Regions from separate parts of the Ovis aries genome. Here region 2 is linked to region 1. The links are chromatin contacts, called in public Hi-C maps. All regions are on one chromosome and are shown on one strand. Each heading gives the region's core, a stretch centred on a gene start, on an enhancer-like site or on the middle of the called end of the contact. The rest is flanking DNA. Distances are from core to core; before and after follow the strand shown.

Evidence for each region. A called contact is a pair of places that touch in the nucleus more often than the background predicts.
Region 2: a Hi-C map of liver shows a contact between it and region 1, with 4 times the contacts expected there. The contact joins the enhancer-like site here to the promoter of SSBP4 in region 1. A contact is called at or near these places in 3 of 16 Hi-C or Micro-C datasets (liver, mixed tissues and skin fibroblasts).

Annotation. Positions count from the first base shown.
Region 1 is chr5:4,569,853-4,576,087 of ARS-UI_Ramb_v3.0, forward strand. SSBP4 (single stranded DNA binding protein 4) reads right to left here and starts at 2,659. Exons shown (of 17, transcript XM_042249616.1): 1 at 1-2,659. The coding sequence starts at 43.
Region 2 is chr5:4,627,887-4,634,121 of ARS-UI_Ramb_v3.0, forward strand. PGPEP1 (pyroglutamyl-peptidase I) reads right to left here. Exons shown (of 4, transcript XM_042249626.1): 4 at 5,956-6,235. Among named protein-coding and RNA genes, the nearest start is that of GDF15, 36 kb to the left of the region's middle. Within about 2 kb of position 2,520, at least 10 of the 54 cell types and tissues checked have an H3K27ac peak or open chromatin away from gene starts, as enhancers often do.

The sequences.
Region 1 (6,235 bases), core at 1,409-3,908:
TTAATAGCACCTCTGCAGGAGTCGGGGTGCAGGCAGTAGGCATCCCATTCTCCCTCCTAGGACCTCTCTTCTCCCCCCCTGGGGGTGTGCACAGGAGGTGGAGGCCGACACCCGCAGGGCAGGGGCGCCTGGGGTGGTGGGGGTGGAGACCTGTGTGCCAGGGTACCCGTGCGCAGTGTGCGCTGGACCTGCTTGGGCTGGGTGGGGGCTTGGTCCAGCTGTGACTGTGGTCTAGATGCTTCTGTGAATGTTTGCCGTGGATATTCTTTTTCTTTGCTTTGCACAGCCGAGAGTGTGTGTGTAAACACGCGGTTCCTCTGAGTGCACGTGTTCGTCTTTGTGCGTGGGGGGTTGGCGGGGCCCCAATCGCTGTCCGCGCAGTTGTTTCTAGCTCTGCGACGGTGGCTGTGTGTCCGCGGCGGTCGTGTGCTGGGCCGAGTGATGCTGCGTTAGGTTTTGTACACTAGTGTGTGTGCGCCTCCGCGAGTGGGTGGACTGCTGGCCCCCTGGGACCTGTGTTATGTGTGTCGTGAGCGTCTTGATTGAAGCGCCCCAGCGGCTGCCGGCCGACCCCCTAATAAGCTTCCCTCTTAGTACCCCTCCCCTCCAGTGGCCTTCCTCCGACCCAGGCCTTCTGGTGGGCGGGAAGTCTGGAGCCGCTGGGGTTCCAAACAGGCGAAGAGGAAGGGAAGGGCTAGGCCGGCTCCAGCCCCGCCTCCATCCCGAGGGGCCCGGGCCTGGGGTTGGGGGTGGGGGACGCCAGCCCTTCCCACTTCCTGTCCAGCCGGTCGTCCCCTCCCCCAACTTCCTCTCCCGCGGGCCTCCTGGCCCCCGGCAGGCGCGGAGGAGGGGCCCGCGCTGCGCGCTAATGGGGGCGCGGCCCGCCCGCTTCCGTCTGACGGTGAGCTGGCGACTGTCCAATGTCCCGGGGGCCACCGATGGACGTTGGCATCAAGGACACCCTTGTCGTAATACCGGTTCCCATCACTGCTTTCCAGCACCTCCTCGCAGGCAGGCACACAGAGGGTGTGACTCACCCAAGTCACACTGTATTGGTGACATCTGTGACTCCCAGGTCCCCCAGACTCTCCAGTCGCCACCCTGGACGCCCCCAGTTATCTCTTAAGGCTCGGTGGCTCTCCAGAATTCTGTGTGCCCTGGCCAGGTCCCTGGCCTGCTCTGATCTGCGGCTCCTTGAGTCGATCGATGTGAGCCTTCTCCTCACAAACATTTATTGAGCGCCTGCTGTATGCTGACTCTGTGGAGCCAGTCGGGACACACTGCTACAGCTTGAGCAGAGGCTTCTGACGAACAGGAGAATAATTTCAGAGAGTGCCACGTGCTGAGCAGAGGGAGGGGACCCCGGTGAAGAGGACGGGGCGACCGCTGGGGCAGAAGGCGGCGGGAGGGAGGGAGGCTGGGAGGCGGAGGCACCCGCGGCCGGGCTAGCTGCAGAGGGGGTAGGCGCGGCGGGCGGGAGAGACTAGCACGGTTCTCATGGCAACGGGGACGGATCTGCAAAACACAGCGTCGGCGCCGGCGGAAAAGTCCGAGAAGAGCAAGATCTGGGTCCCAAGCGGCATCCAGGAAGCTGAGGCGAGCGCATCACGAACCGGATCGTACGCCTTGCAAACGCAGAACCCGTAGAAACCCCCCACCGCCATCCCGCACCCTTGCAAGGGAGGGGCATGAGGAGAAAAAGATTTTTGGTTATTTTTAAATAGGGGGAGGGTGGATCTGAGATCTGGAGGAAGAATATTCGGATTGCAGTGGCGGCAAGTGCAAAGGCCCTGAGGCGGGCACACGGTTAAAGTGCTGGAGGCAGAGGGAGGAGGGCAGCGTGACAAGCAGGCAGGAAAAGAGCAGAGGAGCCGGGCCATTCCCGGAGGGGACGGATTGGGCTTTGTTTTGAAGGGAATCGGGAGCCACCGGAAGGTGTGTGGTCGCAAGGGGCCGGGTCTACATCAGGATTTTAAGAAGCTCCAAGGGGCTGCCGGGTGGGTAGCGATGGCGTTGAGGAGGCAGGGAGGCTGTTTCGGGAAGAGGCCCAGGTAGACAGAGCCAGCGGGGGAATTGGTTTAGGAGCAGGAGTGGGGGCGGGAGGGACGGTAAGCGAGGAGAGCTAAGGGTCAAGGCTGGGTCCCAGACCTGCGGCCACTTTGCTGGCTCCCAGTCGCCCCCGTGTGGCTGCGCGGGGACCGCAGCCCTTAGCCGGGTCTCTGGCTCGTGGTACCACCGACTCCCCCAAACCCCAGCCCCGCGAGGTCGGGGTCGTTGTCCGCGGGAGCTCGGAGTCGGCTCCGCTGGTAGGGCGAGGGCTTGCCTGGAGGAGGAGCCATCCGTCCCCTCACTTCCTCCCCTCCGGCCCTTGCATTCTGCAGACCCTTCCTTCACAGGCCCACCTCCTGGCCTTTGCACTAGCCCTTCCTGCCGCCTGCAGCGCGCTTTCTCTGGCTACTAGCCTGGTTAGTTGGAGAAGGCAATGGCACCCCACTCCAGTACTCTTGCCTGGAAAATCCCATGGACGGAGGAGCCTGGGTAGGCTGCAGTCCATGGGGTCGCACAGAGTCGGACACGACTGAAGCGACTTAGCAGCAGCAGCAGCCTGGTCAGTTCTGGTCTCTTCCTTCGGCCTTTGGCCGCAGTATTCCTTGTTCTCGCCACCCCCACTTCTCTTCCTCCTCTCTCTCTCTTCCCTCTTCCCCTCCCCTTCTTCTCCTCCGGCTCTCCCTCCCCTTTCCTCCTCGCCTTCCCTGGCCATCTCCTCCAGATTACTGGTTCTGCACTAGCCTTGGTTGTCACTGTTATGATAAAATAATGCCTAAGTCATCTGTTGGCAGCCCTCGCCTCCCTCTGAATCTGCCCTCCCTGCAGACACAGCGGTAGGGGTTCATGAATATGTTGCTTGCATCGTTGGGAAGGCTAGTTTGGGTTTTCCCGTTGGTGGGTTTCCTCTCCACAGGAGATGGGTGCAGCCCGTTAACGGGATGGGATAGGGGTTCAGGTAGGGTCCAGGATCCGAACCCGAGACCCCTTCAGCCCCTCCCCAGCCGAGTGTGGGAGGCGGCCACAGCTGGGAGCAGGGTCTGCGCCATGAGACGTTTCCTCTCAGAAGCTGTAATTATGGGTAATTTTCTAACTGCAACACAAAAATTAAAACCCAAACACCATCGGGAGTGAAGAAGCCATGGCAGCTGGCGGGCACCGGGGCAGGCTGAGCTGCGGGTTCTGGCCTAGACCCGGGGGCTGGGGGGCGGAGCGAGCGCGGGGGCGGGAGGACGGCGGTGCGAAGGAACACAGGGTGGAGGGTCGCTGAGACAGGCTGAACTCTGCAGAGCCAGCAAGCCCTTGTAGCCTCGGGTTATGCCCCAAATCGATCACCTGGAGGCGGAACTCCCCGGCTGGAGGGTCTCCACCTGGGGTTGGAAACCTGGCGGTGCCGGGCCAGCTGGAGCCGATTGAAGCTCAGCCCCCAGGCTCTCGGTGTCTTAAGAAATTCCAGGCGAGAGGAGGGACACTGGGGGACTGAGTGGACGCGCCTCAGTCTGACCTACAGACTGCCCCTCCCCCACCACACCCTATTCATCTTCCACAAAGCTTAATCTGAGCCAGTACACAGACTGCCCCGCTTCCAGCACTTTCCTTGGCTCCGCAACCCACAAATCAAGACCCCGCCTCTCCGCCCTGCCCTTTCCAGAGTCAGACTAATCAGTAGGAATTGGTGCACCCAGCTCTGATAATCCCGTAAATCCTCTCAGCAGCCTCAGGAGAGAGGCAGCCTTTTGTTTTCCCTCCCCATGTTACAGAATGGGAAGACCGAGGCTCAGAAAGGCATAGAGATCCATGGAACGCCCAGAGGCAGCACCTCGCTCACTGGAGCGCCCTCAGCTCCCACCGGATCTAGAACACGCTGGGAAATTGGAGGCATTTTGTGGAGATTCCAAGAGCAAGGAAGGGAGGAATGGGGGAGGGAGAAACCTATAGGAGCTGCAGAGAAAGTTCTGCAGGTAAAACTGAAGCTCAGAGCCAGGAAGCAACTTGCCCGGGACACAGTAGAGAGTGGAGGCACTGGGTCCCACTTTGGCGTCCCCTGGCAATGCCCCTCCGTCACCTCCTCTTTGAAGCTCCCCCTCTTTTCCTGTGGCGGAGGCGTTTCCATGGCAACCCAAAGGCCCAAGATTCCCAGGCAGTACCGGGGGAATGCTGGGGACGCTGGGCTCTAGACAGGAAGGACCCTACCGAAGACTCAGGTTCAGTGCACAGGGCTGATACACTAGAGAGGCTTTTCTTCCCCTTTGAGGGGCTTCCCTGGTGGCTCAGCTGGTAGAGAATCTGCCTGCAATGCGGAGACCTGGGTTCGATCCCTGGGTTGGGAAGATCCCCTGGAGAAGGGAACTCCAGTACTCTGGCCTGGAGAATTCCACGGACTATACAGTCCATGGGGTGGCAAAGAGTCGGACACGACTGAGTGACTTTCATTTTCACTTCACTTTTCTCTGCTGAATAACAGCACTGAGGAGTAGATGCTTGCTAAGCACCAGAACCTGGTTACTTCTGTTCATACCACTGTTGCAGGCATGCAGCTCATTTTCCCACCCCCAAAGCCTCAGCAGGGTTTGTCCCCCCGGCCTCCCACACCCTGCCCAGCCCTTCCCCTAGCCAGCCTCTCCTTGTCCCAGAGGCCCTCCAACTATCTGGGGCACACTGCCGTGTTGGATTTCCCGCAAATCATGGTTTTGCACATCGATTGCCCATGTCCCCAGTAACCCATGAGTTCTAGGAGGGCAGAGAATTCTATGATTTTGTTCAGTGCTGTGTCCCTAGCACTTAGAACAAGTCTTGACATACAGGAGGCGTTTGATAAATACCTGTTGCTGAACCAGTGTCCCCTGTGCCTGTGCTGGGAGTGGGGGGTAACACAGATCGTCACCTGAGGGCGACCCAGACCATCTTGACCTTGCCCCACCCTTCCCATTTTGGTCGAGTTGGAGTCGGGATCAGAGTGAGAGGGACCAGGACTTCCCTGGTGGTACAGTGGATAAGAACCCGCCAGCCCATGCAGGGGACACTGGGCATCCCTGATCTGGGAAGATTCTGCATGTCTCAAGCAACTAAAGCCCATGGGCCATAACCACTGTAGAACCCAGGAGCCACAACTTAATAAGCCTCTGTGCTGTAACTACTGAAGCCCCCCTCCCCCGGGGTCCACATGCTGCTACTACTCAAGCGTATGTGCCTAGAGCCTGTGCTCTGCAAGAGAAGCCCGTGCACCACAAGGAAGAGTAACTCCTGCGCCCAGCAACTAGAGAAAGACCTGGTGCAGCAAGGAAGACCCAACAAAGCCAAAATAAATACATTTTTTAAAGGAAAAAAAAAAAGGTGGGCGGGACCAATTTTTTGCCTCTGTTAAGGCCAGCCAGATTGCAATCCCGAGTGTAACCACACGGGGGCAGCAGAGACTCGCAAGTTCGATTTGGGGGACCTGGCAGGCCCCGCCTTAGCGCCCCTTTGGAGTGGCTCTTGAGACCCCAAGTTTCAGGCTTGTAACCTAGTCCACCCCTTCTTGATCTAGCCCATGCATCCAAGTAGGTTTCCAAATATATATTTACGTATTTATGTGCCAAATTAGTTCATGGCACAAATGAAGAAAAAATCAACTCAGTTCTCCCATCCCTTCAAAAAAACGTTCCTATTTTGAGCTCTTGGCTGCGCATCTCCTGTTTTTTTTCTCGAGAGGCCTTGATTAACTCTCTTCAAAACTGCAAACCTCCCTGTCTTGCTCTCTGAATCTCTCAAATTCTGCTTAACTTTTCCTCTCCAGGACTGTTATTTCCTAGCCTCTTTGAAATTTACTAATTTACAGTTCATCGCGTCTCCCCTCGCCACCCCCGAATGTCAGCTTTCCAAGGGCCGAAGTTTTGCTGCATCCAGCGGACGCTCAGTAATAGTTTTGGAACGAAGGCAGAAATCTTACACAACTGTAAGAAACAGATAAAACAAAACCTAGCAGATAAAGCCAAATAACCTTCTTAACCCGCCTCCACACCACCCCCCTCCCCCGCAGGCAGTCACTACCAGGAAGTCAAGTCTAAACCCGCACATCCAGGAGCAACAGATTACCACCCTGTGCCATTCAGTGGCTCTGCACAGTCTCCCGGGTAGATCCAGACAAATGAACTTGTCTGAGCACAGTGCTGGCTAATGGTCAACCACACGACTCGAGGGCTTACTGTAG
Region 2 (6,235 bases), core at 1,270-3,769, 58 kb after region 1:
GAAATGCAAATCGAAACTATAATGAGATATCACTTTATACCCGTTAGCATGGCTCTTAGGAAAATAGCAAGTTTTGATGTGAAGAAATTGGAACCCTCTTGTGCCTCTGGGGGGAATGCGAAATGGTGCAGCTGCTGTGGAAAATGGTTTGGCATTCCTCAAAGGCTAAACATAGGATGACCATATAATCCAGCAATTCTACTTCTGGGTATTTTTCTAAAAGAACCGAAAAGCAGGGACTCAAACTGAGCTTGTACACCAATGTCCACAGCAGCACTATTCACAATAGCCAAAAGGTGAAGGCAACGCAAACGTCCGCCCAGAGCCAAATGGGCAAACAAAATTTGGTGTATCCTCACAATGGAATATCACTCAGCTATAAAAATGGAATGACATTCTGATCTGTGCCACAGTGCAAATGAACCTTGAAAATTATGCTGAGTGAAATGTCAGTCACAGAAGGACAAACGTGTTATGGTTCCACTGGTATGAAACGTCTAGAATATGCAAATTCACAAGGCAAAGTAGAAGTGAGGTTATCAGCTGCAGGGGGAGGAGGGGGAGAAATGAGGGATTATTGCTTAATGGTTACAGAGTTTCTGTTTAGGTGTGACGGAAAAGTTTTGGAAGGAGATAGTAGTGATGTTTTGCGCTTTTTTAAAAAAAATGTTTGTTTATTTATTTGGCTCCAGGAAGTCTTAGTGGCAGCATGTGGAACCTAGTTCCCTGACCCACTGGAGACCAAGGAAGTCCCCAGTGGTTACGTATGATGTCTGCTCAACATTGGGAACATGCTTAAGTCACTAACGGTCCACTTCAAAGTGGTTAAAATGGCAAATTCTATGTATGTTATACATATTTTTTCACAATACAAAAATGCAAATTAAAAAAAACTTTATAAAAATGGTATCACACTCTTCCAATGATTTTCACTGAATGACCTGAGTTGGACATTTTTGCCTGTAAGTCTGGCCATCCTTTTTCACTGCTGTATAGCACTCCGTTCATGGGAACACACTCTAAACCTTCCCTGGTTTTCAGGTCCTCCTTATTTTGAACCATGCTGCTGGGAAGGCATGCACGTGTAGATTTCTCCGGGGTTCACGCCAAGACCAGACGGCCAGGAGGGAGACTCTAGCCGTTCTCAGCTATACTGGCATGAGCAAACTGTTCTTCTTGATGGTCAATTCTCAGGCCTAATCACCAGTGATTCTGTCCCCTTCCTAAGAGTGAAGAGACATCTCAGTGATTTCTGTTCACGAATGGCTAGATTGAGTTTCTAGTTATTAGTCGTCCTGGGTTCGTCTTCCTGGAATTACCTGTTTGCTCCTGTATTGCACTGAACGTGTGTGTGTGTGTGCTTAGTCACTCGGTTGCATCTGACTCTCTGTGACCCCATGGATGGTAGCCCACCAGGGTCTTCTGTCCATGGAATTTTCCAGGAAAGAATACTGGAGCAGTCTGCCATTTCTTATTCCAGGGGATCTCCCCAGTTCAAGGCTCAAACCCACGTCTCTCGTGTCTCCTGCATTGGCGGGTGGCTTCTTTACCACTGTGCCACCCGGGAAGCACAATGAGTCCCCAAATTCATGTCCACCCAGAACCTCAGATTGTGACCACGAGGGTCTTTGTCAATGTAATTATTAAGCTGAGGTCATACTGGAGTCAGGTGGGCCCTAAACCCCCGCTACCAGACTGACTTCCTTGTAAGAGGGCACATGGAGATGGAAGCAGAAATTGGAGCAATGCAGCCACTAGCAAAGAGACCCTGAGCAGTGCCGGAAGCCGTCAGAAGCCAACAGAGAGACCTGGGACCAATTCTTCTTCATAGCCTTCATCTGTGCTGACACTTTGATTTGGGACTTCCAGCCTCTAGGACTGTGAAGGAACAAAGTTTCTGCTGTTGTAAGCCGCCCAGTTTGTGGTGGTTGTTACGGCAAAAAAATACCACTTGCCCATTTCTCTTTCTTTTCTTTGTTTTGGCTGCATCACACAGCTTGTGGGATCTTAGGTCCCTGACCAGGAATCGAACCTGTGCCCTGGCAGAGACAGCACTGAGTCCTAACCACTGGGCTGCCAGGGAATTCCTACCATTCACCCGTTTTTCTGTCTAGTGTGTCTCATGAAGAGGGGGTGGCTCGCATGTCCTGGAAGTTATTTCTTGGTTAGTTAAATGCATCACAGATATTAACCTCTCTGTCCCTGGATTATCTTTTCTTCTTCTTCTTTTTTAATGGATTTCTTTGGTGGCTGGAAAGTTTGAAATGGATCCTAATGGACTATCCCTAAAGTATTCATTTTCTTCCTTATCAAGGGCAGGTTTTTATTTGTCAGGCAGTTAAGTCTGGGGTATGGTTCTCCTCTGTGATGCTTCCAGTCAGCCGTGACTTCCCTGCCTTCTGGGTTTGGGGCTCTGCCAGACCCCCCAAATCAGCGCTTAGTCGGGGAAGGATGAGGCCAGCTGAGTATGAGTCAGCAGGGTGCGCCGGACTGCAGGAGGAAAGGGGGACGGAAGTGGTCAGCTCAGACCCTGGGACCAGCTGTGTGGGTTCCTGGCCACGGCGGGCAGGGGTCACCAAGACAGCCCAGGCCAGGCAGGAAGTGGGTCAGCTGAGGCCTCCAGCTTGAGGCCCCACTTGCTCACTGCCCGGAACCCCAAGCCGCCCCCACACAGCCTGCTGCAGCACCCTGGTTTGCATGCCTGTTCCTGTAATGGCTCCACAGACCATGGGCATTTATGGAGCGCCTGCTGTGTGAGCACATGTAAGTCAGCTCCCTGATACAGCAGAAACTGAAGCCCAAAACAGGGCAGCCCCGTGCGTGACTCAGTGTGGAGGTCCTGTCACCCCGTACCCCAGGTCCTCCTCCTTGGCTGGTCTCTGGGTGTCCCCACCCCGCACACGGCAGCTTGGAAGAAAAAACAGCTAGGAGGCGTCCACATCTCTTCTGCTCCCTCGCTCCCTTTGCCCCACCTGGACCTCACTGCATTTGCTATTTTTCAGTTTCTCACCACCAACACCACAGTGTGTGTGTGTGTGTGCGTGTGTGTGCGTGCATGCGCGGGGGTGCTGGGGGGCAGCCTGAACCCACCCAGAAGACAAGTCTTCTGGGGGACCAGGACATGCATGTCCACAGTGTGTGTGTGTGTGTGTGTGTGTGCGTGTGCATGCGCGGGGGTGCTGGGGGGCAGCCTGAACCCACCCTTCTTGTCTTCTGGGGGACCAGGACATGTCCAGGCAGGTCTGGGCACTTGCAGAAATTGCTGAATGCCTGGCAAGCTGCCAGGGCAGGAAGGAGGCGGTAGGAAGGTTAGAGAGGGTGTGGGATAAGGACTAGCTTGGGGTTTCCAGTGTGATACTTTGCCCTTCTTACCCTTTCCCAAACCTGTCCCACTCAAAGTGTCCCAAGATGACCTCAGCATCTTCCCCCCAAACTTAGGGTTTTGAGGAATGCATAGGAGTTCTCTGGGAGTAAATGGAGGACGGGGGACTTCCAGGCAGAAAAGACAAACTGGGATCAGCAGAGACCAGGGAAAAGGGGTTCAGATGTCCAGCATAAGAGTCTAGCTTTCTCCTGTGGGCCAACAGGAGCCACTGAGAGTGTGAGAGGTGGAGGGGGGCCCAGGCAAATCGGTAGAACTGGAAGGACACTAGTCTGAGACCCTCACCTTTAAGATGGAGAATATCCAGGCGAGAGCTGAGGGAAACTCTGCTGAAGGGGGCCAAGCCCTACCCTGAATGAGCCTCCCTGAATATGCCCCGGACCCTTCAGCTGCCTGTCCTTCATCACAGCTGGGATCCCTTGTACTGTACCCCCAGACCAGGAGCTGCTGGTTTCCTGGTGTGTCTCCAGTCCAAAGCCCAGCGCACAGCAGGCAATTCTTAGGTGGCTCAGCCAAGAGAAAACAGGGCTTTAGAGGCAGAGAACTGGCAGCATGGGGCCTCAGCTGGAGGAGGTGCGGACCTTCAGGGGCTCGCCATCCCCGCCCCCTTCCCCAGGCTCCTGCGCCTCCCCGCGCCCCCTGTTGGCGGAGGAACGGAACACCCAGCACCCGCCTCTCCTCTCTCCTCGTGAGTGTGCGCTCACTCAGCCGTGTCCGACTCTTTGCGAGCCGCATGCACCATAGCCCGCCAGACTCCTCTGACCATGGAATTTTCCAGGCAAGAATACTGAAGTGGGTTGCCATTTCCTCCTCCAGGGGGTTTTCCAGACCCAGGGATCGAATCTCGCGTGTGGCTTCCCCGGTAGCTCAGTGGTAAAGAATCCGCCTGCCAATGCAGGAGACACAAAAGCGACTCGTGTTGGATCCCTGGGTTGGGAAGATCCCCCAGGAGGAGGAAATGGCAACCCAGTGATACCCAGGAAACTGCTGACAGGGGGTTACCTCTGAGATAAAGACCTGGTTTCCAGAGTGGGAAGTGGGAAAGAGACATTTCACCGGAAACCCTTCCGCACCATCTGATTTCGGGGCTTCCCAGGTGTTTATCGCACAGGTGGTACATACCCAGCGCTTCTCTGGTGGCTCAGTCGGTAAAGAATCTGCCTGCAAATGCAGGAGACACAGACTCAATCCCTGGGTAGGGAAGTTCCCCCAGGGAAGGAAATGGCAAGCCACTCCAGTACTCTTGCCCGGAGAATCCCATGGACAGAGGAGCCTGGCGGGCTACAGCCCATGGGGTCACACAGCGTCAGACGTGACAGAAGCGACTTAACACACACACACATACATACATATGTGTCGATGGGCTTATACGTACACGCGGGCTCCCAGTTGGCTCTGTGGCACTGGCTCTCCAGAGCAGGAGCCCCAGGAGACGTGGGTTCCATCTCTGGTTCGGGAAGATTCCCTGAAGAAGGAAATGGCAATCCCACTCCCATATTCTTGCTGCAAGAATCTCATGGACAGAGGAGCCTGGCGGGCTACAGTCCATGGGGTCGCAAGAGTCGGACACGACTGAGTGACTAAACCGCCACCACCATCACATACCCTGTGCTGCTGGGTGCAACACGCAGGGGACCCCGGACAGATCTGACTGTGCTCAGGGCTCCCAGAGGACTGGTCAGTCACCACCCGGAGCACGCTGGCAGGGGGATGGGGTGGGGAGCAGGCAGCTATGGGAGGCAGAGGCGGTACCTAGACAGCCAGGAGGGCTTCCCGGAGGAGGAAGTGACAATGTCTGTACTTATCAAGTAACTACTATGTGCCAGGCGTCACGTAAGACGCCTGAGTATGGGGAAACTGAGGCTCAGTGAAGTGGGACTCAGATTGTCCCCTACCTCCCGTACCTTACTTATGCATTGGGAGGTGTATATACCCTGGGGCCTCAGGGACTTGGAGCCGGTACCCCCTCCCCTAGGACCCATGTTCCCAAAGACAAGCCATTTCTTTATTGCTGAAGCCCCTTCTTCTTAGAAGGCCATCGATCCTGGAATATCCCCATTCTGGCTGAGGACACACACAGGGGGATGACCGAATCCTGTTTCTAGAATTTAAGCTTCTCAGCTTCAGGGAAGCCAGCTTGGGTTCCCATCCTCACTCTTTTTCTCCCTGGGATCAGGCTTTCAACTGACAAAGGCTCGTTTCCCCTTCTGTAAAAAGTGGTGATGGCATCTCCACAGAGGGATTCCACACACCCTGGGGATCAACGTGATCACGATTCAAATTCCTGCACGCCCCCTCACCTGCCCTTGCTGTGTGACTGTAGGCAAGTTACTCAGCCTCTGTGGGCATCAAAACAAAGGCAGGGGGTTGGCTGTAGGAGGAGGAATACTCAGCACAGAAATGCTTTCACCATTATCCACTCGGCACACTCGCAGCAGCCACTACAAACCAAGCACCAGGTCTCACGCCAAGGACAGAAACTCTGGCGCTTTGGGGCCCCCTCTGCCAGCCGATAACCCCAGGCTGAGGGTGACCCTGGTGGACGCCAGCTGCTCATAAAGACACACAAGAGATTGCATATGTTAACTGTTTTATTTGCTTTCTGGGATGTCAAGTTTGGGGTGTCCCAGGGCCTAGCCACCAGCAAAGTCCGGCAGACCCTCGGCCGGCCTGGGGTCCCAGACACGGGGCTTTCAGACAAGGCACTCAAGGGGTCTCCCTGGGGTCGCGGAGAGGCCACCCCAAGGCTGCAGGGGCTGGTCTCTCCTTTGGGGACAGGACACAGGGTCACCTCCAGGAAGCAGGGTTCTTCCTGGAGAGAGATTTAGGACAAGACAGAAACCTGAGATGTGG